Regions from separate parts of the Ovis aries genome. Here region 2 is linked to region 1. A link is a contact called in public Hi-C data. All regions are on one chromosome and are shown on one strand. The core of a region is the stretch at or near the end of the contact, and the rest is flanking DNA. Distances in the headings are between cores, read along the strand shown.

Region 1 (2,861 bases), core at 111-2,610:
ATGTCCACGTTATATTCTCTGGCAGGTGTTATTGAGTATGATAATTTCGTATCTTCTGGAGGAGACAGCAGACGTACAGAAACAATCAGAGCCTGTCTTTGTTTGACAGTCGTAGGCCTTAGTGAGTTCAACCTGCCTCTATTTTGCTAGCCTAGCAATTTCTGGACTCATACAATTTGCAAGGGAACAAATATGAGAGAATGGGAGGTGAATGAGGACGATCTCACGCGATTACCACAGCCTGTAGGAAACGGATGAGTCTACTTGGTTTGAGAATTACCCGAACAGCATATGCCCTCAGGGGCGTTTTCAGAAAGTAGTTACAGTACAGGGGACCGTAACAGACCCCCGCAGCGAGCAGAGAGACGCTGGCCCCTACTCACCTTTCTTCTCCATGAATTATACTTTCATGAAGTTACAATTTCACGCAATTTCATGAGCAACTTTTTCACTTTTTTTTAGAATTGCCTCGTCTTTGATTTACCTGAAATGCCCAAAAAAAGATGGAATGGCAGCTCTTACCTGTTAAAAATGTTTCTTCAGTAAAATATGAAACCAATACACAGCAGGAACCAGCGGCTGCTAACGGAGAAAGTAGTCTGCCTTCTGGCACTTCTGCAGAAATAACAAGCTTGTCCACCTTGGGAGGGCAGGTGCTTTTAGGCGCTGTTGCTCTAAGGACCCTCCTGTTGCCCACTGCAAGAAGGGTGCTGCAGGTAGCTGGCATGCAACCCAACTCAGATGAAGATGAAAATTCAGTTCATTTTGTTCCCTTAAAAAAAATTACATTCTTCATCGCCATATTTCTATATCCAGATTTTAAGAACTAAATTTCAATGGAGACTTTCGAGTTGCTTTCTGGCCCGTTTCTGTATTTTTCTTTTTTTTTTTTTTTTCCGAATGGGTGCATGCGTGCTTCTCACAGGCATCCCCCGGGCTCAGCACAGAGTGTGTGTGTGTGTGTGTGTGTGTGTGTGAGCTGCTCAGTCGTGCCCAACTCTTTGAGACCCCATGGACAATAGCCCGCCTGGCTTCTCTGTCCATGGGATTCTCCCAAGAATACTGGAGTGGGTTGCCGTTCCCTTCTCCATGTCATTTTTTTTTCTTTTTTACTTGTTTCTGCTCTGTTCCAAACTGTTTCTTTACTTATGTTTCTTTAAAAGACTGTGTTGGGAGCCAGCTCTCCCATGAGGGCCTTTATGAAAAAGCTAATTGGAGAGACTAGCTTCTCTTTGAATCGATAGTACTTACGCTCGCTGTGTCCAGCCAGCCATCTGCAGCCGCAAACGCCCTGCTCAGGAGCTGGCAGGGAGACAGAGAAATGGAAAACTGCAAAGAAGTCACCATGTGATGTGAGCACAGAGTTTTTGGCAGTCTGGCTGAATTAAGACCATAATCCTTTTCGGAAATCATTCTACACGGAACTATTCACAATAAACATGAAATTAAAAGCGTGATGTAGTAGTGACCCAAAAGGAATGTGAATTGTTCTCCAGGACCCGCGGAGACCCGTGGATGAACTGTTTCTGGAGTCTTGCTCCAGCTTTCCTGAGAGTAAGTTAACCTCTGAAATCGTGGTTTTGCATATGAAAATATAACGTGTGACTTCAAACAGGGAATGCCAAACACTTGGATGAGAACTATTAGATGCAGGATGGTGTTAGCAAGTCATTCTGATTTTTCAAATTATCTGAGTATTTCATATTGTATTGCTAAATAACCATGTAGAGAACCAAGATTTATTTAAATTTTTACCCAATGACTAAAGCATGTTTGGACAAATAGCATGTTTTATCTAAGAGACTATTGGATAAGCTGAAAGGAATGTGACTTTATGTTGCCTCTTTACAAGAATGAGCTGTATTTCTCAAACTGTAAGAATTACTTATTCTTTTTTGTTCATTTTCAATTTTGTTGCCAGAGGCTTTACATGCATTGGGGTGATACATGATTTTCTGAGTATTAATTTTTTTTTTTAACCAGAGACCTAAGGTTCTGAGTATTTAAATGATTTAAATGGCTTCATCAAGAAATCTTAAGGCTATATTTTCATTGACTTTGTTTATCATCCTCAATTTTTGTGAAATTTATTGTGTAACATGTTTATTCTCTGAATACTGGGAATTCTGTCTGAATAGGAAATGACTGGCTTTTATAGCCAAGTTATTATTTCCAGATCACACGGGCTCCTATTCAGAGCAATTTAAGCTAAATAGATGTTTTGTGCAACTACAGTGAATGGTATTTTTATTTCCGATCAGGACATGCTGTGGAAAAAAAAAAAAAAATCAGCCTTAACAGTTAGAAACACCACAATCATGACTAGATCATGTTCATTATTCTTTAAAATATTCTCCAGCACACGCATCCATCCACAGCAAGAAAGCAGAGGAGACCCCAGCAGTGTGTTAACCCTTCTAGACACCACGGTCTCCGGGAGCTCTGGTTTCCTAACTGGAAATGTTTACTATCCGAGTTTCCTTTCTTGTTTGCCTCTGGGGCGTCTGCTGTTGCGGATCACGGGCTCCAGGGCCCTCGGGCTTCAGTGCTTGCGGCTTGCAGGCTTTAGACACAGGCTCAGACTCATGGGCTCAGTGGCTCTGCACGACCGGGATCTTCCCAGACCAGGGTGGCCCTTGCACTGCAAAGCAGGTTCGTAGCGACCGGGGCACCCGAGAAGCCCTGGAAGGATTCTGGTTCGGTTTCAGTCAGAGCCTCAGCTGCCGCAGTCTGCTCTGACGATGACGTTATCATCAGGAGCTCATCCACGCAGCTTCTAAACCCTTCCTTCCTGGACAGGTTCTAAACCTGAATCCATGCCCTCTTGTGTTCCTCCAACGAGGTACAGCCCAGACGGACTC
Region 2 (2,861 bases), core at 247-2,746, 77 kb after region 1:
GGATTGTGTCCTTTGGGGTGCAAAGTTCCCCTGGAAAGATTTCTTATTATCACCATTTGGGGAAGGGTGGTGCAGCTGGGATGTAGTAGATAGAGGCCAGTGACACCACTAAATAGAACAGCCACCCACACCAAGGAGCCACGTAGAGCTCAGGGGACTGTATTCAACGCCTGGTAGTAACCCGTGTGTGTGCGTGTGTGCGTGTGTGTGCGTGTGTGTGCGTGTGTGTGTGTGCTAAGTCACTTCAGTCAGGTCCTACTCTGTGACCCCATGGACTGTGACCCGCCAGGCTCCTCTGTCCGTGGGATTCTCCAGGCAAGGATGCTGGAGTGGGGTGCCACGCCCTCCTCCAGGGGGGTCTTCCTGACCCAGGGGTCGCGTCCTCGTCTCTTGCTTCTCCCGCCCTGGCAGGTGGCTTCTTTATTGTGCCGTGAAGCCACGGGTAGATGCCAATTAAATAAACCGACATTCGCTTAATAAATAAGTGGACTGTGAGTGAGTCCAGTGCTCAATAAGCAGTGCTGGGAGCGCCAGTCATGAGGACAGCCCGGCTGAAACAACGACCTCACCCATGGGCCCCAGAGTGAACTGAAAACACAAGTGAGTCCACCCTTGTGGGAACTGGGGATAAATGGAGCTTCTACCATCCGCTAATGAGGCCGACTGATGTGCTGGGTAAAGCTTGGACTAAATGTTCTCAAAGATCCTTTCCAGTTCCTAAATTCCATGCGAATAAGAACTGTCAAATGGTCCGATTGTAGAAGTCAGGAAGTTTCTATTCCTTCAGGGCGGCCGGAAAGGTCATGGAACTGGAATCCCGGAGCTGTTTCTAGAAGAGGAACAGAATGCCCCTCTCCCCAGCTGTACCCCCCCGCTTGTTATTTACGACACAAGAGTGCTTTGTTCCTGCACCTTTCTCTGAAAGAACATGCGAGGCTGTCTCTAAAATTCCCAGAATGTACATCGGAGATTTCTTTTGTCTGTTCCCTGCCCCGCTCCCCCGCCCAGGCCCTCCCAAAGAAACACCCAAGGATGGCAAGAATCTTCAGGATGTGAATTATGGCCTTTGACAATATTTGGTCTTCTTCCAGTTCTGCTTTGGATCTTTGACCTCAATGTGAAAAACAGAAACGCCTTGTTTCTTCTGAAAAGAGGAAATAGGTTTTCTTCTTTTTTTTAACTTTTTCTTTTGTGTTGGGGCTTCGCCGATTAACAGTGCCGGGATAGTTTCAGGCGGACAGCTAAGGGGCTCAGCCACACCTACACACGTGTCCATTCTCCCCCAAACTCCCCTCCTGTCCAGGCTGACCTCCCCGTGCTGGACAGCAGGTCCTTGTCGTTCTCCTGTTTAAACACAGCCGTGTGCACATGTCCATCCCAAACCCTAACGGTCGCTTCCCCGGCAACCTTCCCCACCTCCGGCAAGCACACCCGCAAGTTCCTTCTCTCCCTCCGTGAGTCTCCATGAGATGAGGACGCAGGCTTGCGGCCAGCGCCACCTCCTGGCCCAACGTGGACGCCAGCAGGGCAGATCCCTCGTTTGCTCTCAGCGTGGCCACCAGGGAGGCAGGAGAGGAAACGGCAATATTTCAGACAGCAACAGGATCGTAGTGCGAGTTAGGCATTCCCTGTGAAACACATCCACATAGATGTTTTTAAATTAAAGATAGAGTTGCTATATGATCCCGCGACCCCGATCCTGGGCAATCTGGAGAAAGCTCTAGAAGCTACTTGCACCCTGCATTCACTGCGGCACAGTTCAGAGCAGCCAGGCCATGGAAGCCACCTACATGTCCATCGACAGGGGAGTGGGTAAAGAAGGCGTGGTCCCTACATACAGTGGAATATCACTCCACCATAAAAAGGAAGGAAACAGACACAGAGTCGGAAAGAGACAAACAAGTATCACATAATTAATGAGATATGAGGAATCAAGAAAGATGGGACTGATGAGCCCGTATGCAGGGCAGCAAGGAGAACGCAGACGTAGAGAACAGCCTTGTAGGCCCTGGGGCAAGGAGAGGCGGGGAGAGCTGGGAGCAGCATTAAAGAGACACACCGCCCTGTGCAAAGCAGCCAGCGGGGGAGGCGCCGTGTGCCACGGGGCTCAGCCCGTGCTCGGCTAGAGGGGGGATGGGGGGTGGGGGATGCGGAGGCGGCTCAAGAGGGAGGGGCGTGTGCGTTCCTACGGGAGATTCGTGTTGACGTCTGGCAGAAACCAACGCCATATGGTAAAGCAATTATCCTCCAGTTACAGATAACTTCGTAAAAAAGGAATGGCATAATGCCGTCTGAAGCGCCATGGATGGGCCCAGAGACGCCACGCCAAGAACTGAAGCGAGTCAGAGAAAGAGACGCAGCATGCTGCCGCCTGCACGGGGAATCTACGCACGCCGCAAACGGACTCACCTACAAAACGGAAACAGGCTCACAGCCCAGAAAGAGGCTGGCGGCTGCCCAGGGGGCCGGGCGCGGGGGGAGGCGCGGCCGGGAGTCTGGGACCGGCAGACGCAAGCCGTGGCCTATGGAGCGGATGGGCAGCGCGGCCTGCTTGCGGCGCGGGGAGCTATATCAGTATCCTGTGATACGTGGACATCACGGGCTAAATCTGAAAAAGAATATACGCAGCCGAGTCACGTTGCTGTACAGTAGCCCTGAACACAATATTTAAATAGCAGATCAACTCTACTTCAATAACATTAATTTTTAAAAACAATTTTAAATAACTGCAAGATTTAAAGGAAACAAAATATAGAGAGACATTTTTAAAAGAAGTATGCCATCAAGACATAATAAGCTTATCTATGTACCTGACCTGTCACAAGGTAAATTCTTGGACTATATTTATTTGCTGTTTAACA

What was found. A called contact is a pair of places that touch in the nucleus more often than the background predicts.
Region 2: a Hi-C map of hypothalamus shows a contact between it and region 1, with 4 times the contacts expected there. The contact joins the enhancer-like site here to the promoter of LOC101115808 in region 1. A contact is called at or near these places in 9 of 16 Hi-C or Micro-C datasets (hypothalamus, liver, mesenteric adipose tissue and 5 more).

The regions. Positions count from the first base shown.
Region 1 is chr11:60,667,733-60,670,593 of ARS-UI_Ramb_v3.0, forward strand. It overlaps LOC101115808 (ATP-binding cassette sub-family A member 9), which reads left to right and starts at 1,361. Exons shown (of 40, transcript XR_009595429.1): 1 at 1,361-1,554.
Region 2 is chr11:60,744,120-60,746,980 of ARS-UI_Ramb_v3.0, forward strand. LOC105610550 (a long non-coding RNA gene) reads right to left here. Exons shown (of 5, transcript XR_001043779.5): 2 at 2,410-2,861; 3 at 1-1,628. Among named protein-coding and RNA genes, the nearest start is that of FAM20A, 91 kb to the right of the region's middle. Within about 2 kb of position 1,497, at least 22 of the 54 cell types and tissues checked have an H3K27ac peak or open chromatin away from gene starts, as enhancers often do. A contact at or near this core is called in hypothalamus and liver, where this site is marked.